Linked DNA regions of Mus musculus: region 2 is linked to region 1. The links are chromatin contacts, called in public HiChIP or PLAC-seq maps. All regions are on one chromosome and are shown on one strand. Each heading gives the region's core, a stretch centred on a gene start, on an enhancer-like site or on the middle of the called end of the contact. The rest is flanking DNA. Distances are from core to core; before and after follow the strand shown. Region 1 overlaps Nsmce2 (NSE2/MMS21 homolog, SMC5-SMC6 complex SUMO ligase). Region 2 has its middle 12 kb from the start of Gm19510.

Region 1 (6,594 bases), core at 1,162-3,661:
CATACAGTCACAAATGAACTACACCTATAATGCAATGCCCTTCACCAAATTGGATGTTCTAGTGTTTCTAATTATTTCTAACTAAAAGTGTTTCCTCAATTAGTCAACAAGTTGCTACTAAATCAAGTGCCTGAAATAAGTAATCTACATAATGTAAGGGTTTTTCCTGTCTGGGCCCCAAACAACTACTAAAAGCACAGGTGGGGGGTAAAAGTATCGCTAGAATGAGTCATCAGAACCGGTTTATACTATAACCAGCTGAACTTTAAATAGAACCTTTTTATTTTAAAATGAGCTTAGCACAACCATTTCTAAATGGTATTTTTTGTCTTAATACTGTGTACAATGAGAGGCAGTATGCAATGTTCACATTGTTAAAAAGAAAATCCTGATTGTTGGAATGGCTGCAGTCAACCCAGCTGTATTGTCTCAAATAAGCAGATGGCACAAAGGCTAATAGAGCGTTCAGTGAAAGAGCACAATAGGGCTAGCAGCTGCTGCAAACACAGGACACCTCCATGACACTAGAACAGCTCTGACAGTCCAGATCCACTTCCCGCATCTAGAAAGGCGGTTGCTGAGGAGGTACTGGGGCTTAGTTCTCTCTCCTCAGAAGCCAAAGGTTTATCAGGAACTCTTACCAAGGGTGGGAAGGGTTAGCGCTTGGCGAGCTTGCAATATCCATGTTCCTGCCTGTGCTACTAATAAGGAAGTGCTGAAAAATCACCATCACCATGTGTTAACTCAGAGCTGGGGGCGGGGGGGGGGGGGTTACACAAACAGTTCTCAGCTATGTGTCCGTCAACAAATCATCAACAACTACTCGATGAGAACAGAAAGGTGGTTTCTGCCCTTGGGGAACTTATTCTGAGATAGGAAATAAGAAGTGACAAACGACTGGGTGTGGTAGCTCATACCTGTAAAACTCATCACTTAGGGGACCGAGCCAGGATTGGCTTGATTTCCAGGCCAGCCTGGGCTACACAGTGAGACTTTCTCAACAAAACCAAACCAAAACAGAGACAAATCACACCAACAAACATGGTCCCTGTTCCAAGATCACTAACTTATGAACGGGGCCCCATGACTGGACTCAGGTTACCAAACCACCCGGCTCCTACGAGGTGACTTTCACAAGGACAAATACTTTCATGGCTGACAAAAGATCACTTTAGTCAAAGAGGGAGAAGTGTTAGAATTGTAGAATGTCCCTAGCCAAGCAAGCTCTCTACTGAAATGGCAGGTGAGCACGGGAAGCAGCCAGAGCTGTGCTCGTGTACACTGATTTCCTGACAAGGTTGGATGACACACTAGACTATTTTTAAAAATTATATGCTAGGATTTCAATCTGACTAGTGATTCAACTCAACTTCAAAAAAGAAGGAAGCTCACAGCAGTCTTTCTGTCTTGCTAAGCTTCTGCTGTTCCTGTCAGTCAGTCAGCGCCCAAATCCCAGACCTTTGCATTTGATGCAAATGTAGGCAGTCCTGACATGACTTACTCCTGGCCAGAGACTGCATTCTCTCTCTTAATAAAATGTGTGTACACAACAGACCTCACTATACATTTATTTCAGAGAAGACCTACGATGGTCCCCGAACGCTTCAGTAATGAGACCTTTCCATAAGAAAGCTACTTTTCTAACATCAGCATGGAGAAAGTTAAGGTTCCTGCGGCCCACCAGCCATGTGCTTGCACAGGGGAAAACCCAAGCCTTGAACTATCTCAGAGCTCCATCTGTTCTAACCGCCTCAAGCTACGGCTCAGCTCCCAGGTGCACCGAACCACATCTATCAAAATATTTACCCCTAAAATAACTTTGTAATAAGAGCGGAATGTCCTTTTTGATGATTTCCTTTGAAAAATACATACGTATTTAACCGGCAACTCCAAACTTTCAGAGAGGGCAGATTCCATGAATCTACGTAATAAAAGCCTCCCTTCACACTGTTATAGTTGCTCTACTATGAAGATTTACAAGCACAGAGCTTTATATGGCTTACATTTCCACATTTGTCTGTTTTGACTCTTGGCCTCCATATGATGGCAAGGATAGAGTGAGCCTTTAACAGAAATGCCACACTAAGGCTACAAGCTGCCAGTGAAAGCTACAAGATCTCTTGGCAATTTTTGGACAGGTTCAGGTGAATTTCAGCATCTGGGACTGGCATGTGTATTACAGATGGAAAAAGCAAAACAATACCCAAAGAAAGAGAAAAGCGGTCCTCCCAATTGAAGCAAAATCATACCAAAATCTACCCACCTCCCAGCCTCGGCCCAGCACTGAGGAAATACCTCTGCCATACTGTCAAAGCATAATCAGTTCCTAAAACAATGGCTCAGCGTTTGAGTCACCCAGAGCGTGAAGGGCAAGTGAAAGGTCAGTTCCGGCATGCTCCCACAAAGCAAACACGGAGCTTGAGCCAGCACCAGCCAGGCCTTGGCATGGCAACCACAGGGCTCGCTCACTTCAGCAACCCATGGGTTCTGCCCTCAGGCTTCTCCAGACCCCCCCCCCCCCCCACACACACACACACACTTCCTCTCCTCCAAAGGAACCAGGGAAAGCTGAGAAGCAAACCTGAGAGGAGGGCCAGGCCTGCTCAGAAGCAGCCCTCCATGCCACTGGAGAACCCAAAGATGGTGCAGTGCCTCCAGAACCAGTGGTCCTAGCTCCCAGAAGCTTCTGGAATTCCTTATGAGTACTTACTAGAACACCTTTCTTTCTCCCCGCCAGTCATTTCACTATAATCAACTAAAATCTGCACATGGTGGACACTGACAATGGATTTTTAAAGATCCCAAGTATGCTTATTATTTTAGATTCTCTGCCACTGACATTATATTTAACATCAAAAGTTGTACTAAAAAGTCAATTAAAATAATTTTCTAGCCAAAAATTTTTCAAAGAATTTTTGCGGATTTTTTGTCTTGGAACTCTTGGTCTTGGAACTCTCGGTGGCTGGCTATTCTTTTAATTTACAGTCTGCAGAGATGTCTTAGTAAGCACATGCGAGTTAAGCACTTAAAGAAGATGACAAAATCTTTGTTTATATGCAAACATATGTATGTATTTATCTGCAAACACACATTTAAACCTGTGATTGCTTTTGAGGTCTTTACAAAGAGGCTTCTCAGTTAGTCACCATATTCGTCATATCTAAGGACTACCAGTGCTTGACTGGAAGAGGCAGACAGGCTACTGGAGAAGGGGAGGCCCTCTGCAGGGAACAACAGAAAGATGCAAGTGAGATCTGAAGAACAGCCTAGTGATGAAGACGTTACCAGACTCATGTCCCAGAGCCTCCAACTCAGCAGACGGGAAATGGTCACTACGCAACAATCCCTTATGTATGTCCAACAAGGGTCACATAAAAGAAGAAACACTTCCACCCACCTGAGGAACTCATAACTTGTCTGAGGTTATAGAGCTAAGACTGGCATATGGAGTGTGAGACAGAAAGTGAAAACTGTCAAAGACCCCACATACCAGAAGCCCTCATGTAAGCAGTGGCAAGGAGGAGGGCGTAATGCACCTGGCACAGGAGCCACGCACAATGTCATTTCTGTAGAGACGCCCATGAGTGAACAGTGCCATGGAAGGCTAGGGGCATACTAAGGCTTTTCAGAAGTGACGGCATCGAGCAGGCTTGTGAAAGACAGGAAGTTCTTCCCCCTACAAGCAGAGTGACTTCTATGAGTTTTCTCTGCACATACGTATCAGGGATGACAGCACTAACTTCACTGGGCTTCTAGGGATGAGAAGAAAATAGACGCTGATGAATATACACAATGAAACCTTAAAAAGGAAATGCGTACATGCACATAGAACAGCAGCAGGGTCCAATCTACTCTCCTTTGTCTTTTGGCTTCTTCTCTGTTCAAATGTTCGTGGGCTTTCCACCATGGCAGACACTGTACCAGGCACTGTGTACATCATCAGGGAAAATACATGAAACATCGTTGTGTGCTCTTATCTAAGTGATATTCTGTAGCCAGAGATAGGAGGACAGCGGAGTGGGCAGAAGATGCAGTGTGACCAAAAGTAAAGCAAGAAGTAGGGCCTCAAAACAACCAGTCCTTTGCTCTGCAGAAGCAAGCGAGAAGGGGACTTGCCATCAGAGGGACTCATGGAAGGCCGCCAGGGAACAGGAAACGGGCTCAGCAACAGTATGGCAGAAGAGAAGATCTGAACGAGTTTAGTTTTGCTCCGCTGGTAAGGGCTCCCTGGAAGACTATAATGAAGCCATGCCTGGCAATGGCAGCTCACAGGGTTGGGAGCTGGGCAGATTAGGTGATCTTTGTCTGAGCAGCCAGTCTGTAGAAGGCTCAATCTGGAAGAGCTTGTGTTTCAGTTAAGAGTCCTGGAGCACTGGAGCAGGACAAAAGACAGGGGCTGGCTGGACCGATGGCACAGTGGGAGGTGAGGTGATCAAAGGAGCACAGAGTGCTGGTGACTGCTCTAGTAAATGGGCCAAGTATGCAGTGTAGGTTGGGCTGAATCACCGAGATGAGCAGCAGAGAACCAATAAATAACAGCTCCTGTCTTCCCTCCTTCCTGAGAGCACTGGAGGTCCATGTACAGAACATTTTGGAGGCCCAGGAAAGGAATGCAAAACTGGAAGAGCCAGGAGGGTGAACACCTACCGTGGCAGATCTTGGACAGTAAAATGAACAATAGAAATGACTAGGATTCAGAGGGTCAGGAGGTCGTGAGGTGAGGCTAGCCCACTGATCTGCTTGGCTATAACCTGGTCACAGCCTATGGACGACTCGGGAGAAGCAGAGAGTAGTATCTCTTTCCTGGAGTTCACAGCCCACAGGCAACAGTGTTTTAACCTTTAACTGTAATATGGTGATAATCGTGGCCAAGAATCAGGCACAGGACAGCCGGGGCATGACGGGGGAGCAGGTGATAATACGAGGGAAAGCAAGAGAAATTTCACAGAAGTTCCATCCAGTAAAGGTTGTATCAAAGGATGTTCAAATTTCCAAACGATGTTACTCTAGGGAGAGAAAGAGCGTGTGGGAGGGAAATGCATGTGGGTCCTTGACACCAGTTATGATGCTCAAAGCATCCAGAATATAGACAGTGATGGGGAAGACAGCAGAAAAGATGAGCCAGGCACCGAGGCTACCTACGGGAATTAATACTGCTTTCATTTTGGACAAATCGTCCTAAAAATCTTCAACAGCAAGAACAGGGACAAGTAAGCTCTTAACAGAGTTCTGCCAATGGTTATGGATGGAGACCTAAGATAGAGTCATCCTAAACAGAAACCAATAGTCTTAATCTCAGAACTGGAAAGGCTCTGTTTTTATGTAAGAAAAACTTTCCTCAACTGAAAATTGGCAGGCAATTGGAAGTTAAATGAGGAAAAAAAAATCATAAAAAACTTGGAAAGTTTTTAAAAGCTAGTTGTGTGTGTGTGTATCACGGAACTGAGCTGACAAGGATTAAAATGAAATACAAGGAACATTTACTGAACTTAAAGTTTTATTTTTACTCTTTTGAAGTGTAGGCATGAGGCCGGGGATGTTGGATTCCCTTGGAGCTGGAGTCACTGGCAGCTGTGGCCTGTCCAACCTGTGTGCTGGGAACCCAACTCAGGTCCTCTGGAAGACAGCAAGTGCCCTTAAACTGGGGAGCAACCTTTCTAACCCCAGTTGCTGAATTAGAAAAAAAAGTCACACTAACTCATTCTGGAACATCCGAACATCCTCCTCTTTCCATTTCATATTTCATGAGTTTTGATTTGAAATCTTGAATGCACGACATTTTCTTTGGGTGTGCCCCTCTTCACCTCTGCAAGTGGAGCGACAGAGGACAGGAAAGGCAGAAAGTCTGAGGGCCCCCGTCTCAAGAGGAAGTCCTCCAAGGATGACATCACTATCTGCATGACTCACCTGCATGCAGAAAGAGGAAGGAGCACAGCCTGTGTCCCTAGGAGCACGGCAAGAGCAGCAAGGTGAGCGAATCTCAGCAAAGCTAGGCAGTGCCCAGCTCCAGGTGCCAGGGGGAGACACAGACTGTTAACAAAGTAATTCATGTGATCATGGGACACCCATGGTACAGTAACACAGTATCACAAGAATTGAGTGGAGACATAGGAAGGACACAAGCTGGCATCCAGGCATGGGCTACCACAGGATCATTCAACCACACTGTTCATCTCTCAGGATACTCTGCTACACTGAAACTCAGAGGATGAACCAATGAATCATAGCACACTGTAGTACATAAATAGAGGATTAAATTAAAAAGTTATGACTTCAAATAATGGCTACAACCCAAAAGTTGGAAAGGTAGTTTTAAAATACACTTTCTAATTCTTTTGAACTAAAATCAAATTTAGGACGCTGTAGGAAGACAGTTCAAACAAAAGCTAATTTTGTTTAATGAACTAACCAGGAAGGCATTGTGAAAAGTATTGGGCAACCAAATGCTCAGCTAATTACTGTGAGATCAAATAACTGTTGCCATAGTTACTGCACACTGTTTTCCATAATAACTTTTATCACTTCAATAAATCTTTGTGACGCAACAAATATAAAAAGTTTACTGTAACATGACTATAATGTTTTGGAAGGCAC
Region 2 (6,983 bases), core at 661-3,160, 260 kb before region 1:
ACAGATGAGCTGAGAAACCCAGAACCACTGCCCCCTCCCAAGCCACCGCTGGTGGCTACTAAAGGCTACAGGTTGGTCTTGTCACAGCCCCATGAGCATGTTAGGGATCAGAGTGCGGGTCCCCATAAAGCACAGCGTGATGGATGTCAGCCTGGAGATGAGTTACTTCACCTATTAGCTGGCAATGGAAGTGCCAGGTGGAAACAGAGTGTTGAAATGCAGAAGAGCTGCATCCCCACCCCGAGGCATGATGAAACAGTTGGAAGAAGTCTTCACAGGCACTTGGCACATGTATGAGAGAGCAGAGCAGGTTGGGGCCAGGCTGGGGACTCTCAACTTCAACAACCAGACTTGACCATGAATACACTCTGGGCGAAGGCACAGAGGAGGGGTTCCCAGGGGTCAGCACATCTGCATAGGGGGAAGCCTAGCCAAGGTACAGTGTGCCATGCAGACTCAACTCCTAGTGGCCTCGAAGAGTCTCAATTTTGTGCTTGATTGTTCTGATGAGCCATGGGGGTGGGAGGGGGTGGGGCAGGGCAGAGGCTGCAAATGAGCTAAAATGTCATAGCTAGAAAGGTAGGAAGAGACATATGGCTACAGAATGAAGTTGGGGGGACGAAGAAATTGAAAGGGGAAAGAAAGAAAAGTGGTAGAAGAGGGGTGGACGAAGAAAAAGAAGGATGGAAAGAGGAAGAAGAGAGGAACAGAGGATAAAACATTGGCTGCATCTGTAAAGGCTGCTGTTTCTGGGAGCCAGAGTTCTCAGAAATTTGATACTCTGATGTGCAGAATGTGCATATGAACGTGTGCAAGCACATGTGTCCTTGCAGATGTGTGAGAACGGAATATAGATGCAATTGCTTGCTGTGCTGTTCTAGTATGTGAGCATGTGTATGTTGACATGATATATGTGTGTGTGTGTGTGTACATGTGTGTGTGTGCATGTGATTGTGGGTGTGCTTTTATGCATGAACATGTTCGTATGCTGTGTTTTATGGGTGCCCATATATGCATGCCTGCATCTGTGCCTAAGCATCCTAGGCTAAGACTTAAAAGGGTTAGAATGGTATCGGGACCGCCATGGAACAGCTTCATGTGACCTTCAGTAAGTCATGTCTCCAGGCTGGCTGTCAGGTTTCTTGCATGTTCTTTATAGAACAATGCTTACCACATAAAGGTCGTTCAGTTAATATTTAGTAAGTACTAAGTACTTTAAGTAACTAAGTACTTTAAAGTAACGCTATCTGCTTAAGGTTAAGGAAATTTTTTAAAATGAAAATTACATGCAATACTACTTTCTTTGTTCATGACACATAATAGAAGCTCAATAATTATTGGATTTGTCCCTTTAGGGCAGTGCTACTAAGAACTTAAAGCAATTCTTGAGTCCATCTCAGGGGTTTCTGGGCTCCCATTAAGGTATCTATTAACCAGACTGCTTTCAATTACTGCCTGCTTTCAGGCAAAATTTGACAACCATACATTTGCAAAAATTAAAAGTACGTTTGAATTTAAACAACTTGAAGATCAGGGAGGTCAGCTTTGCTTTCGGCAACTTGGGATTGGGGGGGTGGGGGGGCGGGTTGTGAAGGGCAGGAAGTTTGCTAGTGACCTGAGGTCCTGACCTCCTGTCTGGGTGTCACACATGTAGTTCACAATCATACACGGTAGGAATTGTTATCAGCACGCAGTGGAAGTGGCTAGGGCCCAGAGAGATTGAGTAAGCCATCCACGGCCACAATGCTCACCACAGGCCCGCAGAGCTAATTCCAAACCCATCAAATGGTATTCAAAGCTGGGAAGGTAAAAAGCCCACTTTACTTGGGCAGGCAGAGCGAGGGCTAAGGCCACAAACATCTCAAAATCAAGTCAGCCGCAGTTGAGTATTGCCAGATGGAGCCAGGGCCGTGTGGCAATCAGAAAACTAGTCAGGTGGCACTGGGACAGTGCCTCTGAGGTATTTCACAAACATGGGGAACAAACACATTTGGTGTCGCAATCCTGGCCACCCGGAGCTGCCGCGTTGGCTTTTTTTTTTTTTTTTTTTTTTAGAACGGCCAGTGGATACGGAGTTTGAAAGGCTGATAGCACCACTGGCGAGCACAGACCAGAGGCCCATCTTTGAGCCTGTAGAGCCCTGGAGAAAGAACACAGCCCTTTCTGACAGCCCAGTCCCCTCCCAGCCACAGCCAGAGAAAACGGAGGTAGCCAAGAGTTACACTTCAAACCCCTCAGTGAGTCACTTCAGCTCTTCCATTTGTCATCTTTTCCCATTGCGTCGCTCCACAGAATTATGACCCGGGCTCGCGGCCTTCTGACTAGACCCCAGGCATGCCTGTTCCTCGCTGCAGCCACCTCCACGTCCAGGAATCACCATCTCCTCCCCTCTGATGAGCCATCCATCCTGTAATCCTCCAAACAAAAGCTAATGAAGCCTGCATCTCCTCGGAATTTCACAATGCCCTCTGGGGTGATTAGTCTCCCTGGTACCAAGTGCTCCGTAAACTCGGAGCCCAACTGCAATCACATTCCACTTATTTTCCTAATTAATCTCCCCAAGCACCTGCCTGCATGGACGCAGTAAGCTCAGAATGCACTGCGGAGAGGTTTCCTCACTACCCAGCAAATTATTCCGAAGCCCTGTGGAAAGCCAAATAAAAGCCAAACCGAGTCCCCCGCCATCCCCCCCCACCCCACCCCCACCCCCGCCATCCCCTAACACCCCCCCCCTTGAAGGCACCAGGCCAGAAGGGACTGGTGTGTGACTAGATTTACAGCTGCCATGAGTTTTCTCTACCACTCTGTCATGAATTCTCACTGACATCGAGCATCACTGTTGACACAGCATAGTTTCTTTGATGCAGGGCTCCAAAGTCAAATTCCTGACTGCAGCCAGTGCCCACCCCCACCCCCACCCCCATTGAGCCCTGAAAGAGCTAGTCTTCCGGATTCTTTTTCTCAGCTTTTCCCAGGATCCAAGAGGATGTCAGGAGCTCTGAGACTGGATCAATTTTCACTGCTCACAGATGGTTTTCCTCCTGTCCTCGGACCACGGTGGGGAGCATCTCTGTGGAATTTCTAGATAAGAACACACTGTGATTTCCAGTGGAGAAGGGGAGCATTGGTTTCACACCTACCCTTCTCGGGATGCTAACTGAATTGTGGTACACCCAGTAGGCAACCCTTAGACTGAAAAGACTAAGTGTGCACATCACGTCTGTAGCGAGGACCTCCTAAAAGAGTGCCTGCAGCGCTTGTAGTGAACTTCAAGGCTAGGAAACTGCTTGGAGGCAGAGCCAGAGGAAAGCAACCCTGACTGGGGGAGCCTACTATCTGCTTTAACACCAGTGCTCCTGGCTAATCCCAACAATGGTGAGAGTGAGCCTACTGCACTCTGCTAAGGAACCGAAGCTCTGAGCTCTGACCTCCGAACTTCAGAAGGAGACACGACTCCATGATAGTGACCAAAGTCTCTCTCCAGCCCCAAGAGTCACCACTACAAGTGAAGTCAAACTAAAGAATCGTCTAAGCTCCTTATAGGGGCAAAAGAGTCACAAAGGGCATCTGCAAGCTTGGTGAGAGGAGGTGCCCTGGTCACACTAGTAAACAGTGAGACAGACGCTAGCTCTACTCTGTGTCTAGACCTGGTACAGACCAGAGGCACAAACTCTGAGCTCACAGTGAGGACCAATCCAGTGTGAAAATAGAAAAATCTACAAAAATGGTAGAGAGAGAGTGGGAAGAAAGTGCTCGGTTTTCACCGGAAGCAGCTTGGGAAGTCTTCCTAGAAGAAAGCAGCTTTTTAACTGGGTCTTTGAATTTGAATGTGCCTACTAATTGCTTCAACCTGCTCACTATAGTTGCCCCTTGCTATACACCAGGCGCCACGTAAACTCTTCTGGTTAATATTACCTCATTTAATTGCTCAATATGTAGGCAGACACTGCTGCTATTTCCAGGATACAGATGAGAGCTGAACTAACATCATGACAGCCAGTAGCTGTTGGAGTGAGGCTCCAATCTCATTGGGATCCGATGCTCATCTGTCTAAAGAGAGATGAACTGGAGACAAAGAACAAGGTGCACTCTTCCCCGGTGTTCATGTGGGAGCAGGGAGTGAAGCCACAAATCAGGGAAGGAGGACAAAGCCTATATCACCACTTGACAGAGAGTCTCTCCGCCCGCAGCAAATAACAAACTGGAAGCAACTTTAGACATTTGTTGCTTTCAGAAGAGCAGCTAAAGGGAGAAACAACTGAGGTGTTTGCTCCATCGTTCCTCCAGTGCAAATATGACAAGGGGAGAAATGAGCAAAGAACCCATTTTCCCAGAAACAATAGCCACCATTTGCATAAAGAATGTGCTAGCCTCTAGGTAGCACAGGCCCATTTGAGTGTTCTAATAAGGGCTGCTGAAAACTTAAGCTACTGGCCACATGTGAATCACACATCCAGTGTTAAAACAATATTTTAAAAAGGACAGATGCCTCGTTCCTTTTAAACACATCAAATTTGTATGACTCTATAGACACTGAATATTATTTTCTCTCCTTAACAGAAAATCAGAGCAATTAGCTGTTTTTCAAAGAAGAATATGGTTAGAAAGCGACACGGCTGAAGCACAAGGGTGCAAACTGTGGTGGTCTGACTCTAACGTGATGCAGCTTGCCACTATCTCTTCTCTTGCATAAAGTAGACATTGTTGTCCACATAAGCCAAACAAAGGGATGGCGGTCCAGGAAGACTCTGTGAATCATCCCATAATTTAGGTGGAAAATCTGCATATTTTTTGCACAATAATCATCTCCTCAATCATGGGGCAACAGCACCCCTGGTCCTGCCACCCACTGGTGGTGCTCCCTACACTGGTCATCTCAACTCTCTACTGCTTTGCGGCATCACCTGGAGGACAAAGCAAGAGGTTAAGCAATGGCCTGGTCAAAACCAGGACATAACCACAGCTTTAGCATTGGCACCCTGTGGTTTCCACTACCTGGGAAGTAAACCCATCTTGCTGGTAGGCAAACCACAACCAAACCTCAGCAGCTATCCTCATGCAAATGAGGATACTCTGAGGATCCTGCTGGCATCTTTGTGGTAGTCTCTCCTCTAGTCACCAACAGCCTGTCCGGTCTCTGTGCACATATCTGGCACATATCTGTTCCTTACCTCACAAGCGGGGGGGGGGGGGGGGGGACGGGGACTCTTTTTTCTCTCCCTTTGAATCTTAAGACCTACTTGGCCCAAATAAACTTTGCAGAAACAGTGTTCTAGAATGACTGAGCTGGCTCCAGGAGGTTGGGCAGCTCTCTCCCCATCTTAGAATCCATCCCTCAAGCTGTGGAGAAGCTTGGATTTCACTATAATGATGGGAGGGTATCTGGGGAGACTGAGTCTGGAGATAACCAGACATCTTGGCTATGTCCACCCCAGGTAACCTCTAGCTGAGGACAGCTAACCAACTAGCTGTGACTACCACACACACAGAAAAAAAAACGTTTGGAAGAACACTAGATCTTGTTTGAAGCTGCTATATTTTAAGTGATTTGTTATTCAGTCTTAAAAAAGAAAAACAGTATGAAAGATTTTTTTTTCAGTATGAAAGATTTCTCGGTTGCTTACCAGTGTCAGTGTGCAGTGGATCACAGTACCTGGGTGTGCTCACACCTTCATGACTGATGGGCAATTTCTGACCTAAGGGCAAGGGGCAGTAGTGTGGCTTCATTCATTGAGTGTGAGTGCCTTTCTGTGACAGGAATATGCTGGAGCCAAGGATCTTGTAATTTAAAAGTGATCAATGCCTGTAAGAAACCATGTTTGGGAAGAAAGGTCCAATCCTAGCAGAGAGAGAAAGAGAGAAGATGGAGACTTTTTATCCACTTTGTGTAGTGAAGATTTTCATTCTAATCACACAGAAGTACAGAAGAATTAACAAGAGCTCCAGAAACTATGTGTTACTGTGGTCCAAGCAACAGCTTTTCTCTTTTTTTCCAAGAAAAGCAGCAAGGCTTCTTAACTGTTGAGCATTTGCGTGCTTACATGTACATGCCCATATGCACATGTGCAGCATATGTGCACGTGATGACAACCTTAGATGTTATTCTTCATATACTAGATACCTCTTGTCTGTTATACTCTTTAAGTTACATTTTTTTGTGCACATAGAAATACTACAGCCCAGGTATGGTGGCCAGGGAAACCCAGCAGGAGTCTTTCCCTGCTTCTACTATGTGGGTTCTAAGGGATTGGACTCAGTTCCTCATGCTGGAAAGGCTAGCACTTGGCTTTTTCAGAAAGAATATTAAATTATTCCCCCAGTTTTCTGGAATCCTGGAGTCAAAGTCGGAGATGAAAGGGCTAGCTGCTTTGTTTCTTCTAAGCCATCTGTTGATGCTTGGCTTGAGATAGTTAGTTACCCCCTCCCTTGCTGTCTCATGTGACCTTTTCTCTGTGTGCATGAACTCCCTCCCCAGTACGTGCAGGATAGCAAGCATCAGCCTCTTCACAAAGATGGAGATTCTGAGGCCCAGAAAGAGCCCAGCCTTAGTCCAACACTCATCAAAATCACTGATGTGACTTTGAACAAGATCGCAACAATTTGTCCCTCACGTTTCTTACTTACAAAATTAGCTTGCTAATAATCCCACATTATTAAATTGTTTTTGTGATTGTTTAAATAAATTAATAAATAAATAAATAAAGTGGGGTTGCAGAAATGGCTCAACAGTTAAGAACATTTGCTTTTCTTCTTGGATTCGATTCCCAGCACTCTCATGGAGGCCCACAACCATCTCTAACTCCAGTTCCAGTGGGTCTGATGCCCTCTTCTGGCCTCTGCCAATACCAGGCAGGCATGCAGTACACAGACATACATGCAGGCAAAAAACATTGACACACATTGAATAAGATTTAAGAAAAAAAAAGTTAATATTTGTAAACAATAGTAGTTCACAGTGCCTATTTTCAAGTCATTTTATCTTC

What was found. HiChIP or PLAC-seq counts read pairs in DNA pulled down with a chosen protein or histone mark.
Region 2: a contact with region 1 is called in a FOXA1 HiChIP or PLAC-seq map of pancreatic cancer cells. The contact joins two enhancer-like sites. A contact is called at or near these places in 1 of 15 datasets of contacts at CTCF or cohesin (the NIH/3T3 cell line), 1 of 484 Hi-C or Micro-C datasets (embryonic fibroblasts), 5 of 115 datasets of contacts at active chromatin or transcription factors (CD8 T cells, bone marrow-derived macrophages, large pre-B cells and 2 more) and 1 of 9 other capture datasets (embryonic stem cells).

What each region holds. Positions count from the first base shown.
Region 1 is chr15:59,520,013-59,526,606 of GRCm38.p6, reverse strand. All of the region lies in intron 4 of Nsmce2 (NSE2/MMS21 homolog, SMC5-SMC6 complex SUMO ligase), which reads right to left. Among named protein-coding and RNA genes, the nearest start is that of Gm36677, 95 kb to the left of the region's middle. Within about 2 kb of position 2,411, at least 149 of the 459 cell types and tissues checked have an H3K27ac peak or open chromatin away from gene starts, as enhancers often do. A contact at or near this core is called in bone marrow-derived macrophages, embryonic fibroblasts and pancreatic cancer cells, where this site is marked.
Region 2 is chr15:59,779,423-59,786,405 of GRCm38.p6, reverse strand. No RefSeq gene overlaps it. Among named protein-coding and RNA genes, the nearest start is that of Gm19510, 12 kb to the left of the region's middle. Within about 2 kb of position 1,910, at least 156 of the 459 cell types and tissues checked have an H3K27ac peak or open chromatin away from gene starts, as enhancers often do. A contact at or near this core is called in bone marrow-derived macrophages, embryonic fibroblasts and pancreatic cancer cells, where this site is marked.